Linked DNA regions of Mus musculus: region 1 is linked to region 2. Evidence: chromatin contacts called from public HiChIP or PLAC-seq data. All regions are on one chromosome and are shown on one strand. The core of a region is the stretch at or near the end of the contact, and the rest is flanking DNA. Distances in the headings are between cores, read along the strand shown.

What was found. HiChIP or PLAC-seq counts read pairs in DNA pulled down with a chosen protein or histone mark.
Region 1: an H3K4me3 HiChIP or PLAC-seq map of bone marrow-derived macrophages shows a contact between it and region 2, with 2.5 times the contacts expected there. The contact joins the enhancer-like site here to the promoter of Scaf8 in region 2. A contact is called at or near these places in 7 of 484 Hi-C or Micro-C datasets (the G1E-ER4 cell line, the N1E-115 cell line, embryonic fibroblasts and 3 more) and 5 of 115 datasets of contacts at active chromatin or transcription factors (astrocytes, bone marrow-derived macrophages, embryonic stem cells and 1 more).

Annotation. Positions count from the first base shown.
Region 1 is chr17:3,449,802-3,456,582 of GRCm38.p6, reverse strand. Tiam2 (T cell lymphoma invasion and metastasis 2) reads right to left here. Exons shown (of 27, transcript NM_001122998.1): 11 at 6,247-6,351; 12 at 5,726-5,804; 13 at 3,171-3,263; 14 at 2,232-2,495. Among named protein-coding and RNA genes, the nearest start is that of Gm52295, 45 kb to the right of the region's middle. Within about 2 kb of position 3,487, at least 44 of the 459 cell types and tissues checked have an H3K27ac peak or open chromatin away from gene starts, as enhancers often do. A contact at or near this core is called in bone marrow-derived macrophages and peritoneal macrophages, where this site is marked.
Region 2 is chr17:3,111,091-3,117,618 of GRCm38.p6, reverse strand. Scaf8 (SR-related CTD-associated factor 8) reads right to left here and starts at 2,647. Exons shown (of 20, transcript NM_134123.3): 1 at 2,201-2,647. The coding sequence starts at 2,230. It overlaps A230045G11Rik (a long non-coding RNA gene), which reads left to right and starts at 2,335. Exons shown (of 6, transcript XR_003952289.1): 1 at 2,335-3,032; 2 at 3,274-3,431; 3 at 4,272-4,331; 4 at 5,047-5,097.

The DNA.
Region 1 (6,781 bases), core at 2,238-4,737, 340 kb before region 2:
CATCCTCCATGACTGCCTACACACTACTCCCAAGAGTACCCAACCCTCAAACCAAGATCTGACTCAGAGCCTGTGTGACCATCATACACCCATAGCACAAGCTCCTCTTGCAAGCAGGATGTTACATCCAAACGAGAAATTTAGTCTGTCAGTTCTTTCAGGTTCTTACCCCCTCAGTCCAGGTTTTATTACATATAACCTTCACAGTTTCCGAGCACGCAGTTCTCTTCAAGCAGTACAAGGGGAAATCCACTTTTTGCAAAGTGTATGGAAAAGCAACCAGTTATGGCACACAGGCTCAAGACCATGTGTTGGGGTCTGGTCTTTTGCTATGTATTGTAATGTTAAATGCTGGCCCCCAGGGACAAGAGAATCTGCAGGAAGGCCCAAGTGATTCTATGTAACCTTGCCCCCCCCCCCCCCCCCCCCGCCAAGTGGTAAATAAAGATACCTACAGCCTATAGCTGGGCAGAAGGGAGATAGGTGGAGTTTCAGTTGCTGGGATTGGGGTCTGAAGCAGAGACCACAAGGAGGAGAAGGAAGAAGGTGGAAAGAAAAGACACCATGGGGTAGATGAGTCATAAAAACACGGCCATGAGGACTGGCCAATTGGAGTTCAGAGCAGCCCAGATGAAACATGGCAAGTTATAACTTGGGGTTATTGACAGGGAAGTAGAGACCACTAGCATAGTTATCTGCCTAACTCTAGTGCATTAAAGGCTTATTATAAGTTTAAAAGTTGCAAATATTTTACCCAGGAACTGAATGATCAAAGGCAAGGTAGTAACCCCCAATTGGGATCAAATGCCTACAATACCACCATGGAACACACAACAATGGATGCACCCCAGATCTGGAGCCTAAGAGCCTGTACTCTGCCTGAGAAAAGGGCTAAATCTCAGCACACTCTAGTTTAGCTGGAGGGGAAGGCCCGTGCAGGGCAGGTGCCAGGAGATATCTGCACTACCTCAGGCAGGTGAGCCCTGCTAACAACATGACTGCAGTTCCCTGTGCAGAAAGGCACATGATGCCCTCTGGATGACAGCAAGAATCTAGGACTGTAAAAAGCGGTGGAGAAGCAGAAAGGTAAATCTGTATCTTGTGCTCATTCCTTCCCCAGATAGGAAAAATATTACAGGGTGCTTACTATGCCAAAATGCAGAGGAATAACAGATAGGGAATATCCCTCCAGGACAATCCATCCAACAATGGGTACATGACACAGGCTTAGAATAGCGGCCTAGAGTAAACTGAATATGGTCCCAATATTACCAATCATTAGTAGCTCCACCCTCATTTCTGTTCAGGACACCCAATGAAAATAAAAGTCCAGGAAGGAGGAAGAAACACCAGCTACTTTTCCAAATCACAAATCTTACAATGTGATGTTTAATTACAGACAACTTTATCATTAAATCTATCCAACGATCACTCTTGTGTGTTTCGCATTCATTTTTGGCCGACACACAGGTATTTTTACTACAAAACCATTAGGAATGCAGGATGGCGTGAAATAAACAACTCGGTGTTCTCAGGATCAAAGTCCACTCTACGCTCTTAGGAAGCTTAACAGGGGCCCTCCATGGTGAGAGGACATGACACGGACTCAGCTCGAGCCTCTGATTCAAATACAACAACCAAGAGAGGTAGAAATTTAAGTTCAGAAAACCCACCTTCATGTGACTCCTCGGACAGCTATTTCACTTGGAAGAAACTAGACTGGCACTCTTCAGCCACAGGCCTTCTAAGGGTTCCAAAATCAGCCCATAAAGAACATGCCAAGTTTGTTGTTTCTTACAGACCAGTCCTCCAGACGGCAAAAACATACCATCCAGGACACAAACAGAACACTGTAAACCGGATTTACCTTAGACCCCACTGACTAAAAACAAAGTCTCCCAATACTGGCTAATGCCTGCAATAGATTATAGGCAACAGCAATACTGGACACTGTGAATGGCTTTCAAAGAGCCTGTGTTTTTCTTAAAGACTATTGTGCCTCCCCTGAAAATAGTTCTTTTTTTTGGAAGGTTCTCTAATTGCTAAAATTCATGGGCTCCTGATAAATCTATCCCAGTTGGCATCTGTGTTCTTGTCTCAGTAAGTGAGAGAAAAATTCAGTGTACCATAGTAGCTTGTACAATCTGGACTTGCCATCAAAGCTGCAGCCTAAGAAAGAATATGAGCCAATGGGACCAGCAGGTCACGACCGATGCGGAACACAGCCTTACCACTCGTGGCGGTTTTTCTAAAGTTATCCAGGAATTCCTCCAGCAGCTGGGACTGGTTGGGAGAGGGCGGCAGACTTTTCTGGTCCCTGGAGAACAGGTCACTGTCTGACCAGGAAGCACACAGGGTTCGTCTTGTGGTCACAGGCCGGGCGACTAGAGTGAGGCCAACGCTCTTCTCAGAAAACAAAGCCTCCATCTGCTGGATGTCAAGGTCAGACACTGGTTCCCCATTTAAGCTTGTGATTTCGTTGCCCTTTCTCAGCCCTGAGAACAAACAGGAAGATTAGGGGAAGAGATTACGGAGCCGCATTTTAAGACGAAAGCAGGCTGCAAATGCCAAACACTGACCAGGTGGGAAACATAGCATCTGCAAGGCTTAAACTAAAGCCCAGCTCCAGGCTGCTGTTAAGCACATTGTTTTGAATGTGACACATTTGGGGAACTGCTAGTCAGCTCTTTTCTCTGGGTCTCTCTGTTTCACAATTCTTTCCCTCCCTCTATCTGAACATCTACATGAATATTCTCTTTACACACACAAACCTGTATTAATACTCTTTTTATACAAACACACCTGTATGAATACTCTCTTTACAAACATACACACACATCTGTATGAATACACCCTTTAAACATATTTGTATGAATACTCTTTACACCTATACACATCTGTATGAATAATCTTTTTACACATGTCAGTATGCATATTATCTTTGCACAATATGTATGAATACTCTTTACACACACACACATCTGTATGAATAGCCTCTCTCTCTATATATATATATATACACACAATGTGCATACACATACACACACACATGTATTTTCATATCAATTCTTTGTGAAAAACTCCCAGAGAAACCATCATCTGACAAAACCACACGCAACCTCATGAAGCAGTTAGAACCTCAGAGTGCGCAGACGCGGCGCCACACAGACCTCCTCCGTATGCCAGGCTGTCAGGGAGAACATCACTGATAAATATCCGGTTGAGATGCTGGTGTTCGTCCACCTGAACTGTGACTGCAAACCCTGAGGGAGAAAATAATGATCGAGTGTAAGTCTACCTCTCGTTGTCTTCCCAGCCCTCTTAGGGTGTCCGTGAGCATCCAGTCTTGTAAACGCAAGCATGTTGAGAAAGTAAGTTTCAACTATTTTGAAAGTCACACTAGTTAGCAAGCATAAGGGAAAGAGGAACCCACCGGACCAGAGAGTTTAGACACAGGGGTGTGCAATGTTATTCAACAGTTCCGACTGTACACAGCAGCACATTCATAGCAGCCGGCCACTGGGAACGGCCTAGCTGGCAGAGGAGGAGATTAAGGACATGCAGAATGTGGTGTGCACAGTCAGTAGAACATTACTTGGCCTTTAAAAAAAAATCTGGCACATCCTGCAATAGGATGAACCCTGAAGACATCAATGCTAAGTGCAATAGTCTGGCACAGAATGGTGAATATCAAAGGGTTCCCAAATTCATAAAGACAAAGGGTATAGTGTGGGCTTGTCAGAGAGCTGGGGAAGGGAGTGGAAAGCCAGCGTCGTGTGGCTAGAGCTGCAGTTTTGCCAAGTGAGAAGTGAGAGTGATTCACAGATGGACAGGAAGACGCTTTGTTGCCACAGATTAAGGGTGTGGATAATTTACTTCTGTCTCACCACGGCTAAAATGATGCTTTATTTCTTAAGATAAGGCTGAAAGATACTCTTACTGAAGCAGAGTGAGGTGTTTTGAGATGGTTAAAGGCAGGGGCTCAGTAGACACAGTGTGCACTGCAGAAGCATAAGGATCAGAGTTCGAATCCCCGGAGTCCGTGTAAAAAGCCAGATGCATGGCAAGCACTAGTCTATGAGCAGTCCTACAGGAGATTGAGCCTGATCAAGACTTAGAGGATTGCAGGTCAGAAATGTAGAAACACACACACTCACACAAATATGCACAGATGCACACACACAATGACAGGAGAAAATCCTCCTGAATGGGTCCAGTGCTTTATATAGGTCTGAGATGCAAGACCCAGTACCTGTCCTGCTCAGACCATATGTTCCCTCGAACACTGCCATGGTGAGGACTATACTTATCCATCCGGGTTCCCCAATGCCATCAGTCCCCAGAGAACAGGGAAAATGTCCTCTTTCCCATGTCTTCTCTAAACCTTAAGCAGCACCTGGCCAACCACGACAAAAGAACCTCTGCCTATATTCATTCGCTCAGATGGGAAGAAGACTCATTCGTGGTAGCGTGGGAGCAGATGAAAGGCTAAGGAGGGTTTCCACATGAAGCCAACCTACAGCTGACATGGGGATTCTCACTTAAACTTAGCGTTTGGGAGGCTGAGGCAGGAGGATCACAACAAGATTTGAGGATATCCTGGGATACCAGGCCAGTAAGGTAAGACTCAAAATCAACCAACAAACCTGATCGTGTGATCAACAAAGGGGTCCAGAGAATAAAATTTTAACATACCATAGTTTGAGCATATTATCAACTTGAAATATTTTGAAGCAAAAATCCATGTTGTGACATTTGTAACATGACAAAAACAAGAAACAAAACCCAGCCTTTCTGTGGAAGTATTCATCAGCCTTCTCTAATTACTGAGTTCTAGTGGTAAAGGAAGACTGCAGTGCTCAGCAAGACATGAGCCAAGTCTACAAAGACCTTCGAGCGGAGATTCAATAAAGACAAGGGAAATAAGAGTTAAACACCTATGTTGACCTATAATCGCTAAACTCAGGTCAGAGGGAGATAGAGCCAAAAGATCAGGCTTATTCCAGTTAGACTGTCCATGTGATCTTAAAGGGCGGGTAAGATTCCTATCCTGGGAGAAAGGCCTGGGAAAGGACAGCATTCCAGTTGGTAAGACTTTAGACATAAAAAAGAAGCCTCTTGAGGCTGGAGAGATGGCTTAGTGGTTAAGATGATCACTAGCTGGTTAAGATCACCAGATGACCCACATTCTGTTCCCAGCATGCAAATTGAGCAGCTCACAACACCTTGTAACTCCAGCCCCAGATGATCAGACTCCCTCTTCTGGCCTCCTTGGGCACTGCACAAATGGCACATCTTGTAACTCCAGCCCCAGATGATCAGACTCCCTCTTCTGGCCTCCTTGGGCACTGCACAAGTGGCACACCTTGTAACTCCAGCCCCAGATGATCAGGCTCCCTCTTCTGGCCTCCTTGGGCACTGCACAAGTGGCACATTCGCATGTGTTTACATCGCAATCAACAATTGGATCAAAGAAGCCTTGCCTCCTGGGTGAACCCAAGAGTAGCACCAGGTAGAGTCCATTTATTGTTAGCACTGTCCCCAGTATGTCACATGCCTTACCAACTCTTATGTTATTTCCTGAAATTACCTTACCATCTCTCCCAGTATTGATACATACCAGGCCATTCAAATAAAATAAATAATAATGAAAAAAGAGAGAGAGGGACCAAGGGCAAGGTGATCATCAGTCTCCCGGGGACAAGAGAGGGCTCCTGACACTCACCAAAGTCAGTCATGTCCCCAGTCTTGGTTAGCTGCACGTCATACACACTGAGTGGGAAAACTTCGATTTCATCATAAACCTAAGAAAGGAGAAAGAGAAAGCAGGAGAATCAGGGGCTAACACTACACCACCTTGTGGAATTAAGTTGGCCCACTTTCGCTCAGGAAACTTACAGTACTGTTTACATGAGGGTTGGTTACAAATCAAATGCCAAACTTGAACAGTTTGCCCCCAAATTACAGTCCCCCAAATTAAGAGGCCATGCGGAGGCCTGGGGAGAGGGCTGAGCTTGTGGAGTGTTCACTTAGCGTGTGTGGCCCTGGGTCTGACCCCCAACATCACATAGACTAGGGGTGGTGGCGCACACTTGTATTCCACACACACGGGATATGGAAGCAGGAAGGTCAGAACAGAATCTGAAGGTCATTCTCAGATACACAGAGTTCAAGGCCAGCCTAGGCTACGTGAGGTTGGGCATGGGTGTGGTCGGACAGCCCCTCTCAACCTCCAGGTCCACTTGCCTGCTCTTGCATGTATTCATACAGCGCGGGCACACACCACTCCACACTTTTATCGACCACCTTTCGGAGCTGAAGACCATAGTGAGTGGGTTCCAACTGTCTCATCTACAAAGAAAATGATTGGTTACTCAGAGTCTAACTGCCCATCCTAAAAGCATCAGCATTCAGGAGGCTTGTGACAGATCACTATCAAAATCCCCCAAAATAACTGCATATAATTTTCTCAGTCCAGAACTACAGAAAACCTGAAATTTAAATGTACAAACAAGAAAAGCAAGGGTCAAAATTCGTTGTTTAAGGTCTCCTCTAAATGCTATCATCACAAAGTATAAGGCTCATTGCTAGCAAGTGATACCTTTTATTACACAACCGTCTCCCTTCAGACAGACAGCTCTCTGCCATGTGCTGGTTGCTAACTTTAAGTTGTTTGTCATTAGGAAAGTAGAGAGATTTTAAGTTATACAGACTTCAGAATTTCATACTTCAAAGTATTTTCAAAGGGAAAATGTTTAAATGCAGATATATTCTAACCCCC
Region 2 (6,528 bases), core at 1,398-3,897:
GGACTAAAGGCGTGTGCCACCACCGCCTGGCTTTAGTCAGGGTTTCTATTCCTGCACAAACATCATGACCAAGAAGCAAGTTGGGGAGGAAAGGGTTTATTCAGCTTACACTTCCACACTGCTGTTCATCACCAAGGAAGTCAGGACTGGAACTCAAGCAGGTCAGGAAGCAGGAGCTGATGCAGAGGCCATGGAGGGATGTTCTTTACTGGCTTGCTTCCCCTGGCTTGCTCAGCCTGCTCTCTTATAGAACCCAAGACTACCAGCCAGAGATGGCACCACCCACAAGGGGCCTGAAACCCTTGATCACTAATTGAGAAAATGCCTTACAGCTGGATCTCATGGAGGCACTTTCCCAACTGAATCTCCTTTCTCTGTGTCACTCCAGCCTATGTCAAGGTGACACAAAACTAGCCAGTACAACAGTGGAAGAGGGTTAAATTCGGTAATTTGGAAATAAGTGAGGTTTTGCTGTTGTTGCTATTTTAAGAGAGAAATTACAGTCCTAGCTGTCCTGGAACTCTATATGTACACTCATATACATGTACATATGGCCGTGAACTCCGAGAGACCCATCTTCCTCTGCCTCTCAGAGTACTAGCATCATCAAAGGCATTCACCACCAAGCCCACATAAGAAGGGACCTTTTTTTTGTAACTAAAGAACTTCATTATTAGTGCTGTATGCAGCAAATTAAAAAGCAACTTGGCTGTTTTCTTATATAGTTAACAACATACTAAAAACTTATTTACAGGAACCAGGCAGTGGTGGCGCACGCCTTTAATCCCAGCACTCGGGAGGCAGAGGCAGGCGGATTTCTGAGTTCGAGACCAGCCTGGTCTACAAAGTGAGTTCGAAGATAGCCAGGGCTACACAGAGAAACCCTGTGTCAAAAAACCAAAAAAAAAGTTATTTACAGTATCACTAAATTCCTTTTATTCCATATTCTAAATATATATCATTGGGAGAGAGAATTAAGTTTCATAAGAGGATAACTGCCCATATTATCAGTTATAAATTCACAAGATTTCCAAATGTATTGCTCTCAGTATCAGGAAGGTCACCACTACTTAAAGTAAGACGCATATTCAAGAACTTGATCTAACTTTCAACAACCCTTTTTGCAGCCTTTCCCAAGGCTACCTACCATAAATAAACAAACAAACAAAAATTACGATGAAATTGCAGAAAGGCATTTAAGAGCACTGTCCCATTTGGGCAGCCACAGATGCTATTTTAAAAACTCATGTACTTAAGACATTAAATGTCATATTACTGAGCATTAACATCCCCAAATCAAAAGTTCTGAAAACTATGCTAATTAGCATACATTTAATTATGTTTCTAAAAGGTACAAGTAGATAATGCTGAGCTGAGCCGGAATTTGCTACATTTAATGTCCGAATTGCTATTATTCCTTAAGAAGAAATCGAATTTATTTTGTCGAAGCCTGCCTTCCAATCAGATCAGTAAACCCAGCAAAGAGTAAAAATTGGACACCTGCATTAAAAAAAGAAAATTAAAAATCTGCTTGGCCTGACATGTGAATGAGGCCCTGGCAAATGATTCTCCAAGCTTCTAACCCCCTCTGAGTGCACACACTCTCCCGAGCACTTGTGTCTTTTCCTCCCTAACTGATGATCAGAAGGGCAAGCAGAAATTAAAAAAGAAAAAAAAAAAAGGAGGGGGGGGAGATCGCAGAATAAATTTGCCTGCTACCAACCATCCAATTAGCGAAGTCCCTGGCTGCCAAGTCACCTAGTCAACAGAACCTCAATAATAAACACTACGTGTAACGTGACCATGGATCACCACACCGTGGGTCCTCTCCAGGGCCTCGCATCCGTGTGTCAGCTTCCTCAGTCACCACCGGGGAGGGCCTGCAGAGTGATGTCCTGCAAACAGTTCAGACCCTGCCAGGCCACGGGCCGTGCGCGAGGTGGGGGGTGGGAGGTGATAGTCCTCGGTGGAACCCACCCGGGAGCGTGGCGCGGCCGCCTTGGGGACCGGCCCTCCCCCTGCCTTCCCTCAGCCCTGCCCGGCCCCGGGAGGGGCGCGGGCCGTTCCCCTCCCCCACGGCCGCCCGGCCGCCGTCGCCCCACCCGGGGGAGGCTGCTTGCGGCCCGCGCCCTTGCTCGGCTCGCGAGCCCCGGGCCGGGCCGGGCCGAGCCTGGCGGGGAGGCCGGGTTGCGGTACGAACCTCGCTGTTGAAGGTCTTCACGGCCTCCATGTTGTCTGCGCAGAGGCCCGGGGCCCGACGGAGGAAGAGGCGGCGGCCGGGTGCGATGCGTGCGGAAAGGCGGGCGACGGGCCCAGGAGGCCGCGGAGCACTGCGAGCAGGCGACGCTCCTCAGCGCCGGCGAGGCCCCAGCATGGCCGCGGGGCGGGCGCAGTGAGCAGGACGGAGGCCGCCGGGGCGGGTCGGCGGCGGGGGAGGGGCTGGCGCGGCGCCTTCTCTGCTTCTCCGCCTCGCTCGGAAGCGGCCTCCACACTCAAGCTTCGGCCCCCTCCACTCTCCACCCCCTTCTCCTCCTTCCTCTTCCTCCCACGGGCTCCTGTGTCACCTCCCTGCCGCCTAGGCCGCGGGAACCTGCAGCGCGCAGCGAAGACACAGGAGGAAGCGCTGACCGCGGCGGCTGCGGCATCCAATATGGCGGACGCGGTCGAGCCGCGCACTCGGAGTCGGCGGCGCCAGCCAGCGCGCCCCCTGGCGACCAGGCCGCGCGAGGTCCGCGGCCGCGCCAGACCATAGAGATGGCGTGGGCCAGAGCGTCTGGAGTCGCTGCGGCGGGAGCGGGGGACCCGAGGCCCTTGGCTGTCCTCATCCCGGGCCGCGGGAGCGAGCGCTGCGGCTGGACGGAGGGGCTTCGGGTGGCCGATCCCGCGGATGAGCGCCGCTCTAGAAACAAGCAAAAACAAAGTTCAGGGGAAGAGACCGAATGGAGGAAACTACGGTGTCTTCGTTGCCGCTTCCGGGTGGGATGGCACCTGCGGTGGAGGAGGGATTGAAGTGCCTTTGAGAACTTTAGCGGGTATTGACTTACATTACTCATCGCCACCATTGTGCCCCGGCGTCCTGGCGGCGGGGGACAGACGCTGCACACACGAGGTGGCTCGGGTCGCGTGCAGCCGCCGTGCGGGAAATGCGAGCTGCGCGAGCCGGGCCTGGGCACCCCGGAGGCGGGAAGGAACCCGGAACGCCCCCGTTTGGACGCGGATATGCAACCTGGTTTTGTTGTTGTTGTTTGTTTGTTGTTGTTTTTGGTTTTTTAGGAGGTGGGTTATTCCGAAGGAATTTGGCCCCAGGTTATCGGAGCAGAGGGATAATTGCGGGTTTTAGGATCCAGACGTGGTACGGGTGAAAATGCTTCGTGCTTGCTTGAAGTTAAACCCGGCGGGGGAACGATTGTTCCCACTGAACGTTCCCACAGGTACTGCTAATTGCCTTCGCTCTTCCCAAATTCATGCAAAAGGAAGGGGTGGGGGGATGGGCTGCTTTAGATTAGTATTTCCTAAGAGCTAAGTCAAGAGGCTTATGAAATAGTCTTTTAAGTCGGCTTCATTCACAGCTTTGCTCCTGGTGCTGGCCGTTTCGAAGGTAAAAATTACAATGGGACTCTTCCATTTTTTTCACCTGCTATCTCTAAAGCAGATCATCTCCACCTCTTCCAGTACTCACAGGCCTAACCCTGACGATCCTGCTGTCTCCGAGTAGCTTGCATTTTTCTGGACAGTAGCCAAAATGATATATTTTAGACACATCCCTTGCTTAACCCCCTGTGATACTTTTCCATTGCCCTTTAAATACATCCTTCCATCTTGCATTGGTGTGAAGGCTCTGCTACCTCTCTGCACATGGCAGTCTTCCACACTGTCCCTTGACAACAGAGAGCATTTGTCTGCTCTCTGTCCATAAGAGATGATAAAACTGAAAAGTCCCATCATATGATGTCAGAGACATTTTAGCATAGCAGTGCACAGCGTATCTCATGTTAGAGATGGTTCTGGCATAAGTAAACCTATCCTATTACCAATAGAATTAAAGTATAGAATATATAGTTTTATAGTGCCATGGCACTGGTAATTTATCATACCATTTATTTTATTCTTACCATATATGTCTTCTAACTAGAAAGGGGTCTGTATGCATACAAGCCCATGTGTACAGGAGTGTGCATGTGGAGTGGTATGTGATTTTAATCATATGAATGCCCAAATATGCATAGATCATGGACTCATACAGTGGCAAATGAAAGATGTCTCTCTTTCAGGAGAACCCTTGGAGACACTACCTTTCCCACAGAATTTCATTCAAGGAGCTCAAAGGCCAGGTTAGTTTTACAACATTCACTGTTACTGTAAGCTAAGCAAAGCCCACCTCCTCCACACTTCTTCTGAAAACTACAATTTGTCTCCTGCTGCTTCTACCATTTTAGTTTGTTAATGTCATAATGAGCATTGTTCCTATATCATACCAGCCCATCCATCCCTCTCCACTTGGAAATCCTCCGTCCCCCCTACCCTTTAGAGTTCATAATCTTTTTTTATTATTTTTAATATCCCCCAGTTCAAAATCACACAATTATTCATTTTTATATTTTTTATTCTTCTCTCATACAACACGTTCACAACTGCAGCATTCCCTCCCTACGCTCAGCCCAGTTTCTCTCTAGTTTCCCTTTCCCTCAAATCCCACAAACAACCACAGCATGTATGCAGAGAACCTAGTACAGACCCTGCAGGCTGTGATTGTTGCTTCAGTCTCTGTGAGCTCCTATGAGGCCTACTTAGATGATTCTGTGGTCCATGTTTCCCAGGTGTCCTTCACCCCAGGCTCCTACAATCCTTCTTCCCCTATTCCCTAGGGTTCCCCAAGCTCTGCCTTTGGTTGTGGGTCTCTGCATCCATTCACATTAACTGCCAGAGGAAGCCTCTCTGATGTCAATTGGGCTAGGCGGTAACATATGAGTTTGGGAATCATTTTATTAAACTTTTTTTTTTTTTTCGGGGAGGAGGGATTCGTCAGTCGTGTTTGTCTCGTTGCAGGAAATCTTTTGAAAAGGTACCATCTACCTGGAGGGCATCATCCTGAGTGAGGTAACCCAATCACAAAAGAACTCGCACAATATGTACTCACTGATAAGTGGATATTAGCCCAGTGCTTAGAATACCCAAGATACAAGATACAATTTGCAAAACACATGAAACTCAAGAAGAACGAAGACCAAAGTGTGGACACTTTGCCCCTTCTTAGAATTGGGAATAAAACACCCATGGAAGGAGTTACAGAGACAAAGTTTGGAGCTGAAACGAAAGGATGGACCATCTAGAGACTGCCATATCCAGGGATCCATCCCATAATCAGCCTCCAAACGCTGACACCATTGCATATACCAGCAAGATTTTGCTGAAAGGACCCAGATATAGCTGTCTCTTGTGAGACTAGGCTGGGGCCTAGCAAACACAGAAGTGGATGCTCATAGTCAGTCAGCTATTGGATGGATCACAGGGCCCCCAGTGGAGAAGCTAGAGAAAGTACCCAAGGAGCTAAAGGGGTCTGCAACCCCATAGGTGGAACAACAATATGAACTAACCAGTACCTCCAGAGCTCATGTCTCTAGCTCCATATGTAGCAGAAGATGGCCTAGTCGGTCATCAGTGGAAAGAGAGGCCCATTGGTCATGCAAACTTTATATGCCCAGTACAGGGGAACGCCAGGGCCAAGAAGTGGGAGTGGGAGGGTGGGGGAGTGGGTGGGGGAGCGTGTAGGGGACTTTTGGGATAGCATTGGAAATATAAATGAAGAAAGTACCTAATAAAAATAAATTTAAAAAAAAAAAAAAAGGCACCATCCGGCCCTATCACCAGCTACTCACTCTCCCCGCAACCTTGCTGCCTTCATGGTTAACCCCATGCAATGACTCTCTACTTCTATCTCCTCAGGGGTTTCCATGGTTGCCCATCTCAGTCAGATTTGTATTAGCAAATTCTCAACCCACAAAATACCTGCACAATGAACTCAAAACTCAATTGATATAAACACAGGCTACACTCCTAGATAGGGCAAGCACACCCTACTTATAATTTAATCATCTATTTAAGAAATCCCCAATACTTACGGCTCCCAAAACTGTGGTTCTGGCTCCTCTTCCTCTCCTATAGGTTCCATCTTGTCTCTTCCTCTCCTTTCCTCCTTCTCTCCCTCTACTCTCTGTACTCATCTCTAAAATTCTCAGCCCACCTTCCTTTTCCACTGCCCAATCACAGGCTTTCACCTTATCTTGTACCTGCCCTCACCTGCATATAGACAGCAATCCTCATAGTCTTTTCCTAGGTCTCTGAGCCATTCAGCTTCCATTTCTGACCATCCAGGCAGTGTCAGTCATGGGCTCCTTCTCATGGCTTGGCCCTCAAATTAGACCAATGATTGTTTGACCATTCCCACAATCTCTGAGCCACCATTGCCTCAGCACATCTTGCTGGTAGGACACGTGTGGGTTGGAGGTTTTGTGGTTGGGTTGGTGTTGG